Linked DNA regions of Nomascus leucogenys: region 2 is linked to region 1. The links are chromatin contacts, called in public Hi-C maps. All regions are on one chromosome and are shown on one strand. The core of a region is the stretch at or near the end of the contact, and the rest is flanking DNA. Distances in the headings are between cores, read along the strand shown.

The links. A called contact is a pair of places that touch in the nucleus more often than the background predicts.
Region 2: a Hi-C map of a lymphoblastoid cell line shows a contact between it and region 1, with 6 times the contacts expected there. The contact joins the promoter of HAUS8 here to the promoter of BABAM1 in region 1. A contact is called at or near these places in 2 of 4 Hi-C or Micro-C datasets (both in a lymphoblastoid cell line).

The regions. Positions count from the first base shown.
Region 1 is chr10:53,906,120-53,911,744 of Asia_NLE_v1, reverse strand. It overlaps BABAM1 (BRISC and BRCA1-A complex member 1), which reads left to right and starts at 2,489. Exons shown (of 9, transcript XM_030820488.1): 1 at 2,489-2,629; 2 at 3,881-4,216. The coding sequence starts at 3,932.
Region 2 is chr10:54,098,356-54,103,980 of Asia_NLE_v1, reverse strand. It overlaps HAUS8 (HAUS augmin-like complex subunit 8), which reads right to left and starts at 3,190. Exons shown (of 11, transcript XM_003275801.3): 1 at 2,891-3,190; 2 at 798-859. The coding sequence starts at 2,919. It overlaps MYO9B (unconventional myosin-IXb), which reads left to right and starts at 3,292. Exons shown (of 40, transcript XM_030820503.1): 1 at 3,292-3,389.

The DNA of each region.
Region 1 (5,625 bases), core at 1,240-3,739:
CTTATCTCAGCCTCCAAGCTCATGGCCCTTCTAGCTCTGACTCTTGGATTTTATTTCTCAAGAGCTAGAATGGGCCGAGCACTTGGCTCACGCCTGTAATCCCAGCACTCTGGGAAGCTGAGGAAGGCAGATTGCTTGAGTCCAAGAGTTTAAGACAAGCCTGGGCAACATGGCGAGACCCCCGTCTTTACAAAAATATAAAAATTAGCCAGGAGTAGTGGCGTACACCTGTAGTCCCAGCTACTCAGGAGGCTGAGGTGGGAGGATTGCTTAACACCTGGAAGTTGAGGCTGCAGTGAGCCGTGGTCACGCCACTGCACTCCATTCTGGGTAACAAGGCAAGACTCTATCTCAAAAAGAAAGAAAAAAAAGAGCTAGAATGTTCCCCCGAGCTGATGGTTTTTATTTGGCTCCGCTGTGAACTTCTCTTCACTGTGGGCTGACGGTTCTTTTTTTTTTTTTTTTTTTTGAGATGGAGTCTCGCTCTGTCGCCCAGGCTAGAGTGCAGTGGCGCAATCTTGGCTCATTGCAACCTCCACCTCTTGGGTTCAAGAAATTCTCCTACCTCAGCCTCCCGAGTAGCTGGGATTACAAGTGCCCACCACAATGCCCAGCTAATTTTTGTATTTTTAGCAGAGACAGGGTTTCACCATGTTGACCAGGCTGGTCTCGAACTCCTGACCTCAAGTAATCCTCCAGCCTCAGCTTCCCAAAGTGCTGGGATTGCAGGCATGAGCCACCGCACCCGGCTAGGGATGGGTTTTTGCCATGTTGGCCAGGCTGGTCTTAAACTCCTGACCTCAGGTGATCCACCCACCTCAGCCTCCCAAAGTGCTGGGATTACAGGCATGAGCCACCGACCCCACCAGCCCCAGAAACATTTAAGAGCCACTTGAAGCCTCAGTTTATTTATTTATTTTATTTTTTTAGATGGAATCTTGTTCTGTCACCCAGGCTGGAGTGCAGTGGCGCGAGTGCAGTGGCGCGATCTTGGCTCACTGCAACCTCCACCTCCTGGGTTCAAGCGATTCTTCTGCCTCAGCCTTCTGAGTAGCTGTGATTACAGGTGCGTGCCACCACACCCAGCTAATTTTTTGTATTTTTAGTAGAGACGGGGTTTCACCATATTGGCCAGGCTGATCTCGAACTCCTGACTTCGTGATCCACCCACCTCGGCCTGCCAAAATGCTGGGATTATAGGTGTGAGCCACTGCCCCCAACCCCTCAGTTTTTTTTTTTTTAAAGAGTCAGAGAAGCCGGCCACATTGGCCAGGCTCTAATTCGAGAATAGCCGGAGGGGCTGTGTAAGGTGAGCTTTGAAGGATAAAGAACTTGCCAGAAAAGCAACAGGAGGAACAGCATTCCAGGCAGAAGGAACTGCCTGGGCAAAGGCTTAGAGCCTTCAAAGAGCCGCTCTAGGCGACACAGCGAGACTCCATCTCAAAAAAACAAAAACAAAAACGAAAAAAAAAAAAACAACAAAAACCCAGCTCTACTAAAAATACAAAAAAAATACATATATATATCTCAGCCGGGCCTGGTGGTGCATGCCTCTAATCCCAGCTACTTGGGAGGCTGAGGCAGGAGAATTACTTGAACCCTGGAGGTGGAGGTTGCAGTGAGCCGAGATTGACCCACTGCACTCCAACTTGGGCGACAGAGCAAGACTCTGTCTCAAAAAAATAAAAATAAGTAAATATTCCTGGAACTAAGAGAGAAAGTGTGCACTAAGAAGACAACGGCAGCCTGGGGGACAGACTGAGCCTCTGTCTTTAAAAAAAAAAAAAAAAAAAAAAAAAAAAGTAACGAAGCCTGGTTTAGCCTGATGCGGTGGTCCTCGTTTATAGTCCTAGCTACTTGAGAAATCGCTTGGCTGTAGTGACTAGCCAGGATCGCGTGACTGCAGTCTAGTTTGGGCGACAGAGCGATAGATACCCCGTCTCTAAAAATAAGGAAAAAAAAAAGCCATGAAAAAGGAGGCAGGCTCGAAATAGGTCCGACTTAGCTTCGCTCCACCTACAGTGACCCAATAAGACCAGAGTAAGTATTTTTTGATTCATGCAAATATATGTAAAATAACGAACAAGAATTAAGTAATTGGGAAGGGCCCTGGATGCTCAGGCCACACCCACATGAGAATACCTGCCCCACACGTAGGCTCAAGCCAGCTCCACCAATCACCAATCAGCTCCTCCTCTTTCCCTAAATCGGGCTTCTCCGTCCCTCTTAGCCTATCACATTGCAAGCTCCACCCCTATTCCCCGTTTCAGCCTGTCAGGGTAGAAGCACTGACCATTGTAGTCTGATTCGGCCAAGAACAAAAAAATTCACTAATTTTTTTAATCCAATCACATTTCATACTTTGCTCCAGTGTAGCCAATCACATTCCAGGTCCCGTAGCACCCAGCTCCAGGCTGCTCTCACTCCAAACCCCACCCCCTAGCCCAGTTTCAGCCGATCAGCTTCCAAGTTCTCCCTAGTCTCAACCAGTTTCTGTCTCCGCTTGTTCTGCAGCCCGCTGAACTACATTTCCCAGGAGACGTCGGGGCTGCGCCGCACAACTTCCGGCTGTAAAGATGGCGGCTTCCTAGAGAGTCGGCGGCTGATTTAGAAGGAGGCTCAGGCTACGGTGAGCCGAAGTTGGGTGGTGAAAGCGTGCGGGGTCCGTTCCTAGGGACCCAGCTCCCTTTGCCCCAAGAGATCCAGGTCCTCGCCTTTCCTGGGGCTTCCGCCTTTATTTCTGGTTTCTCCTGCAGTGTAGCGTCCATCCTTCTTGCTGCCGCTAAAGCTTTGTTTTCCTTAGAGGTGTGGGGACTGCAAGGCGCTCAAAGACCATCTTGGGAAGCCCGTGCCTATTGCCCAGATAGACCAACTGCTCCATTCGCGTCCTGTTTCTCTCCAAGGGAACCACAGTACTAATATTTTGCTTCTCCCTCATGCAGACACCCGTTAGGCACGAGGGTGTCCTAGAGGTTATTATTCCTTTATTCACCAAGACATTTTCAGTTTTAGGTAACAGAAAACCCTACTCAATTTGGCTTAAGGAAGAAAAAGGAAGTTAGTGGCTTATAGATTGGGTCTAATAGGAGCTGGGTCCAGGTGGTCAGAATTCGATCTGCAGTTTTCTGGGTGGAGACCATTTCGCTTTTTACCTTAGAGGCAAAAGGGTTCCCTCGCAGCTCTCAACTTTATTCTCCCAGCTCTGCAACTCTAATGAGAGTCTCTTTTCCTTGATGGCACTGTCAGAAGTTGCAGAGCTGCCACTCAATGGCCTGATTTGGGTCATGTACCCATCCCTGAGCCATTTTCAGTGGCCAGAGAGCTGGGATGTGCTCATTGGCCGAGTAGGGGCATGGGGCTAGCACTACGTTAAAAAAAAAAAAAAAAAGGAAAAAAGAGGGGGGACTGTTATCTTATGTCGGAGTGGCTGCTCGGCTGATAGGTGTAAAAGACACCCATTCTACAGCTGAGGAAACTGACTCCCTAAGAGGAGTGACTCATCATCAGTAAGCGGCTCATCGCCCCTCTTCCTTCTTAGTAACCACGTTTTTTTGTTTTTTTTTGTTTTTTTGAGACGGAGTTTCGCTCTTTTTGCCCAGGATGGAGTGCAATGGCGGGATCTCGGCTCACCGCAGCCTCCGCTCCCGGGTTCAAGCGATTCTCCTGCCTCAGCCTCCCGAGTAGCTGGGATTATCTGCATGCGCCACCACGCCCGGCTAATTTTGTCTTTTTAGTAGAGACAGGATTTCTCCATGTTGGTCAGGCTGGTCTCGAACTTCCAACCTGAGGTGATCCGCCTGCCTCAGCCTCCCAAAGTGCTGGGATTACAGGCGTGAGCCACCGCGCCTGACCATAACCAAATGCTTTTAAAACTCCCAAGGGGAGGATTCTGGCTTCCCCTGTCCGTGTTCCATCTAGCCACACAGGAGCCATGGAAGTGGCAGAGCCCAGCAGCCCCACTGAAGAGGAGGAGGAGGAAGAGGAGCACTCGGCAGAGCCTCGGCCCCGCACTCGCTCCAATCCTGAAGGGGCTGAGGACCGCGCAGTGGGGGCACAGGCCAGTGTGGGCAGCCGCAGCGAGGGTGAGGGTGAGGCCGCCAGTGCTGACGATGGGAGCCCCAACACTTCAGGAGTCGGCCCTAAGTCCTGGCAGGTGCCCCCGCCAGCCCCTGAGGTCCAAATTCGGACACCAAGGGTCAACTGTCCAGAGAAAGTGGTAAGTAGAGGGGGTGGCCTGGGGCTCTGAGATGCTAGGGAACCTAGCATCTTGTCTTTTGGGATTCACTCTGCAAACATTCCCTTTGTATTAGTTACCTGTGGCTGCCACAAGTCACCATGGACTTGGTAGCTTTCAACAAGAGAAATTTATTCTCTCACAGTTCTTGGGGCCAGAAGTCAGGTGTCGGCAGGGCCACAGTCTCTCTGGAGGCTCTAAGGGAGGATTCTTTCTTGCCTCTTCATTTTGTCTGTCTTTTTTTTTTTTTTTTTTTTTTTTGAGATGGAGTTTTGCTCTTGTTGCCCAGGCTGGAGTGCAATGGCACGATCTTGGCTCACTGCAACCTCTGCCTCCCTGGTTCAAGCAATTCTCGTGCCTCAGCCTCCCAAGTAGCTGGGATTACAAGTGCCCACCACAATGCCCGGCTAATTTTTGTATTTTTAGTAGAAACAGCGTTTCACCACATTGGCCAGGCTGGTCTCGAACTCCTGACCTTAGGTGATCCGCCTGCCTTGGCCTCCCAAAGTGCCGGGATTATAGGCATGAGCCACCCCACCTGACCCTTTCTTGCTATTCTAGCCTCTCGTGGCTCCTGGCATTCCTTGGATTGTGGCTGCATCACTCTAGTCTTTGCCCAATTTTTTTTGTTTTTTTGAGGTGGAGTCTTGCTCTGTCACCCAGGCTGGAGTGCAGTGGCGTGATCTCGGCTCACTGCAACCTCCGCCTCCCAGATTCATGCCATTCTCCTGCCTCAGCCTCCCGAGTAGCTACAGGTGCCAGCCACCGTGCCTGGCTAATTTTTTGTGTTTTTAGTAGAGACGGCGTTTCTTGTTTTTTTTGTTTTTGTTTTTGTTTTGTTTTTTGGTTTTTTTGTTTTTTGAGAAGGAGTCTCGCTCTGTCGCCCAGGCTGGAGTGCAGTGGTGCTATCTCGGCTCACTGCAAGCTCTGCCTCCCAGGTTCACGCCATTCTCCTGCTTCAGCCTCCCGAGTAGCTGGGACTGCAGGCGCCTGCTACTACGCCTGGCTAATTTTTTGTATTTTTTATTAGAGACAGGGTTTCACCATGTTAGCCAAGATGGTCTCGATCTCTTGACCTCATGATCCACTCGCCTTGGCCTCCAAGAGTGCTGGGATTACAGGCGTGAGCCACCGCGCCCAGCCACTGAGACAGGGTTTCACCGTGTTAGCCAGGACAGTCTCGATCTTCTGACTTTGTGTTCCACCCACCTTGGCCTCCCAAAGTGCTGGGATTACAGGTGTTAGCCACCGCGCCCGGCTGTCTTTGCCTAATTCTGTCCAGTCCTCATAAAGCCTTTCTCACTGTGTCTCTGTGTCTTCTCCGCTTCTGTCTCCTATAAGGACACTTGTCATCAAAACAGGATCTTATCTCAAGACCCTTACTTTAATTA
Region 2 (5,625 bases), core at 1,941-4,440, 190 kb before region 1:
GTAGCTTGGATTACAGGCACCTACCACCATGCCCGGCTAATTTTTGTATTTTTAGTAGAATGGATTTCACCATGTTGGTCAGGCTGGTCTTGAACTCTTGACTTTGTGATCCACCCACCTTGGCCTCCCAAACTGCTGGGATTACAGGCGTGAGCCACCGTGTCCGGCCACATTTCCTTTTTTTTTTTTTTGTTTTGAGACAGTCTCACTCTGTCACCCAAGCTGGAGTGCAGTGGTGCGATCTTGGCTCATACGGGAGGCCGTTAATGGTGACCCCAGACCGATAGGTGGAAATCAGACATACAGGCACCCCTCATGAGACTGACACACTTATGCAGTGGGAATTGAGAGTTTGATTTGAGGCCAGGGCCAGTGGTTAATGCCTATAATCCCAACACTTTGGGAGGCGGAGGCGGGAGGATCACTTGAGGTTAGGAGTTCGAGACCAGCCTGGGTAACATAGTGAGAACCTGTCTCACAAAAAAAAAAAAAAAAAAGAGTTTGATTTTAGATAATGATCTCCATGGTCTCCACACCCACGCTTCCAGGGGACATGTCCTGGACACAGCCCATGACCCCCATGGCCGCCAAGGGAAGCCACTGCTCAAAATGACCACCATTCCTGACACAGCCCTCGCCACAGGGCTGGGATGGCCAGACCCAGAATCCCCAGAGGTGTGACTACAAGCAAGTAAAGCCATAATAGGCCCCTTCTCTGGCCTGTTTTTTTCTTCCTCCAAAAGCATGTAATGAAAGAAGAAAACCATGTTCCTCAAAGAGATCCTGACACTGCTCACCTTGAACTCTTTTCTCCTTCTTCTTGGCGCTGCTAGGATTTGTGGGGCCGGTTGCAGGCTTCCTACAAGAGAAGAGAGAGAGGTCTTGTTCATCTCACTGCCCAAGAAGCACAGGGAAGCCGGCGAGGTGCCTCTGCTAGTTGAAGCTCAGACAGCCCAGTCCGAGGGCTGCCCGAGGACAATTTCAGTGAGCCTGGGCCATCTCAACAGGAAGCGAGACACAAGGAGCAGCCAGCCCTGGTCACCTGGGCAAGAAGGCATAGGTGAACACCCAAACTGAGAAGAGAGGAGGGTAATTAGAGCTCCGTGGAAGAGACCACAGCAGATCTCAAATTATCCCTGGGTTCATTCATTCATGTACACCAGTAGAGACACAGTGGTAACAAGACAGAGCTCCTTCCCAAAAAGAAAGATCAACATCTTGACAGGCAGGTATGAGGAGTGGTCCCAGCAGGTACCTCACTTTGGGAGGCTGAGGCAGGTGGATCACGAGGTCAGGAGGGGATCTTTATCTGGGAGACCATCCTGGCTAACACGGTGAAACCCCATCTCTACTAAAAATACAAAAATGAGCCGGGGTGGTGGCATGCACCTGTAGTCCCACCCACTCGGGAGGCTGACACAGGAGAATCACTTGAACCCGGGAGGCAGAGGTTGCAGTGAGCCGAGATCACGTCATTGCACTCCAGCCAGGGCGACAGTGAGACTCCGTCTCAATAAATAAATTTAAAAAAATAAAAATAGAATGAAGCCTGATGTAATAGGAAAGAAGGGAGCCTGAGATAGGAATCGCTGACTCATCAGCTGTGGGGGTGCAGGAGAGGGAGAATCTGGGATGACTAGGGGTTTCAGGATTTCAGCCTGAGCTGGTGGGAAGAGAAGGGATCCAAGAACAGACACCAGCAACACAGGAGGGGCAAGTAGGTGGGCAAGTGGAGGGGCAGGGCCAAGGCCAGGGCACTGTAACTCCTGCTCCCATCTCCAAGGGTGGCTCCACTGGTCCCTGCGGCCACCTCCTCTGAAGGGGGCTCCCAGGACCCCAAAGTGAGACCCAGGCAATGCTGGGGACACTTCCAGGCCACCGCAGGGAGAGGCAACTTAGCAAATGTTCGCCAGGTGCCAGCAGCTGTGCTCGCCCACAGGATCCTCCTAACCCGACAGCTTCCTAACTGTTCACACCTGCTTTTTCCTCTCTGCAAAACAAAGACACACAGGTTTTACACAGGTCACCCCCGGGGCAGTCTCAGAGCCAGAAAGAGACAAGAGCACAGACTCCCTCGGGGGACTGAGCTAGGGCTGTGGCCTCAAACCGAATGGGCTCCTGGGTGAACCTGCTGCGACCTGAGGGGGGTCCCTACAACCTGTGCGAGACTCAGGTACTGCACCTGTACCTGGGAGGTGCTACTGTCAATCTATCGGTTACGGCAAGGGGCGGTGGATTCCTCTTGCTGGCCAATTTCACTTCAGTTTGCACCTGGCACAATCAACACTGGCAGAATTAACAAAACTAGACAAATATAGCCTCAGGATCATTCATGCCTAGCTCTCGGTCAGCATTCAACTTCTTTCTTGTTCATGGTGTGTTACCCTAGGCAAGTCACTTCCCTTCCCTGGGTCTCCATCATCTCCTCAGTAAACTGGGAGCACAGAATAAAGCGCGTGGGAGGATCAAAGGGGACACTTTGGTCTCCCACCACTTGTTCACTGCATAACGATAATTCCGAGAGCGACATCACAGTAAAGACCGAGGCGCCGATCTAAGCGCGTTTCAGCCTCACGCGACGCCTACGAGGTTGAGCTGCGTCATCGGCCCCATTTCGTAGCGGAGGAAAGCGAGGCACTGGGCGGTCAGGCCGCTTGCCCGAGATCGCCCACCGTCCCAGCCGAGGACGCGGAACTCGGGGCCGGTTGGGTGTCTGCGCTCCGGAGCATGCGCAGAGGCAGCACGCCATCGGGGTCTTCAGGGGCCCGCGCAGTTCCTGGCGGGGTCGAACCCGAACTCACCCCGAGGGTCCCCACTCCCCAACTCCGCTGCTCATCCTCTCCAGCCCTCTGGCGTCTACAAATCCAGACCTGCGGACGCCCCAGCTCACCCAGCGCCGCGCCCAGAGGAATCCGCCATTTTCCCGCCTTCCTCCTCAAGGCCCGACCCGCCGGCTTTTCAAAGCCGGACCCGCCCCCTTGCTTGCGGGTCGGACCATTTATGGAGTCGCAGGAGGGGTGGCTGCGAGGCGTGAGGCAGCGCCAGCTAAGTGTGGAGAGCGCAGCCCTAGACGCGCGCTCCGCCTGTCCTCCCCTCGCGCTTGGTCTCGCCCACCATCGGCGGTAGGGGGTGGGGGCGGTGGGTGGGGCCTGATCTGTCGGAAAGTAGGGGCGGGGCTTTTCGCGATGCCCCGCCCCTAGGCGCGCTGGCGTCACGCCCCCGTCCCCGCCCCTCCGGAACCCGGAAGCGGGAGCGCGCGGGGGAGCGGCGGGAGCGGCGGGAGCGGCGGGCGCGGCGGGGCGGAGCGGCCGGAGCAGCGGCGGGCGGGCAGGCGGTCGTCCGGCCGGGGACCCGGCCCGGGACCGGCGGCGCGCGGCGGCCGAGGCCAGGTGAGTTCCAGGCGGCCTCGGATTGGCGACTCGAGCTCGAAGCCTGCCTTTGGGGGCTGCGCAGAAGAGGGACGGAGCTGAGGGCTGATGGGGGACGCGACGGCAGGGGTCGAGGGGGCGGGAACGAGCCTGGGGGTCTTGAAGAGGTTGCTGGGGATGAGGTGGAAGCGAGACGGTGAAGGAGAAAGTGGATGGGGATGGAGCTGGTGAGGGAGTTCGCGGGCGTGGGGGGGGTGAGTCTTGTGGCTTTGAGCAGCTTCTCTGAAGAGGACGTGGCTTAAGTGGTAATTGGGGGGTCGCAGGAAACGGCGTTGTGGGGAGGCACGGAGGCGGGAACGAGAGGCCCAGGCTAGGGGAGTGGGCAAGGCCAGTGGCGGGACAGCCGGGGTGCGGTTGGGGGGAAGGGGTGCGAGACCGATCTGGGGACGTCTGCCTGCGCGATTGAAGGAAGGGTGCCTGAGAAGAGGGCGGCGCCTGGCCCCCAGTGGGCGCTCAGTAAATGCGGGGGGTTCTGAACTAACTGATGCGGCAGCCGGCTATCGGGAATCGGGGAAATGGGAGCTGGAAGGGAAGTAAACGGAGTAGAAGTCATGGTAAGAACTGAGGGTAGGCTTAGGGAGGGAGGGCCCGGAGAGGAGGGAAGAGAAGGAAGGGGTTAGAGTGGCCCCATGCAGATAGATGTTGAGGTGCAGCCCCTGGAGATTCCGTCCTCCCACCCTCCCCTCTTGATTCACGTCCCTCCTGACTTCACACTTAACAGCTGGGTGACCTGGGACGAGTTCCAACACCCTCTGTGCCAGTGTCCTCGTCTTGGAAACTTCACCACCCTCCCCTTAAGACAGGACAAGCGGGATTCTGGGATTCCCTGGATCCAAGGAAGGGACCTCAGGGCCGGTTGTGGGGCCGGAACTGTGTTTCAAGAGGGAGTGTGCATGCACCCTCATGTACAGGACTGTCGCCACCTCCGCAGAGCTCATCCTTGGACTTAAATGGGTAAAACGACATACAGGAAATCTGTCCCTCGGTTGCTCTGAGCTCAGCCCTGGAGAGGCACGACAGCCACGAGCCCTCCTTTCTTTCCTGAGCACCCTGGAGGCCAGGGGTCTTTAAGGGATGGCTTCTCTGCCTCTTTGTCTGAGGTGGGAGCCGGTGGGGACACTTTCCAGCCAGAGGGTCCCAACTCGGTTTGCTTTTTGGTGTTGGAGTCTTCAGAATCTTAAGGTGTCCAGGAGCCGCCGGAGGTGACCTGGGCGACAGGAAAGTTATTCGCATCTGACAGGCCTGGCTCTTGTGGCCCTGGCAGGGACTTTGTGCAGGGTGCTTTTAACTGGCATTAATTTCTCCCCTTTCCCAACTGTAGGGATCTTTATCTGGGATCTGCCAGAAGGGCTGGGGAATCCCAGCTTAAATTTAGTTTATAGCTCATTCAGGAGTTGAACCTGGATAGTTTGAATATAAAGAGGGCCACAGAAAGATAAGCACCCCCTTCACTTCCAGAATATCCTGGCCTTTAGGAAAAGTGGCTTTGGCCTGGCTTGCCCCAGGACATGCAGTGACAGCCCACAGTCATGCCTCTTGCAAACATTGAACTGTAGGCTTGCCCTGGCCAAGACACCCCGATGAACAGGACCGGGATCTTCTGATCCCACAGCCCTGCAATCGCCTCTTCCCTACCGCTAGAGAATGGCCAAGCAGGGTCTTGTGGAGGGAGCACTGTGTTGGAGATCCTGGCTTTGGTCAAGTCTCTGTGCCTGTTTCTGACCTCTCACCTGCAAAATGAATGAATTGACCTCCATCAGCGTTTTTCAACCTTGAAACTCAACTCTTCTCATCACTATCTTGTCTCCAGTCCATGTCCCACAACTCCCAGCCTTGAACTCCTCACGGCACCCTCACTCTCCATTCCTGGCTGCGATGATCCTACTTTTATTCCATTTTCCATTCTACAGTTTGTATCCAAAAATGATTTTTTTTTAACCGCTTCTTCATCATCCAAATAGAAAATTGTGGTGTCAAAGGTGCTTTTGCACATTGCACCTATTCCCAAAGCTTTGGAAACTGCAAATTTCTGGAAATCCCGAGGCAGTACTGTCCCTCAAGTCCAGTCTGGTGACTCAGTGGAGCAGGTAGAGACGTGGGAATCTCCCCTTTGTGTTTGGCTGTAGGATTCATTATTCTCTCCCCACACGGACTTGTTAACTTGCTGCTTCCCATTCCTCATCTCTTCCAAATGGTG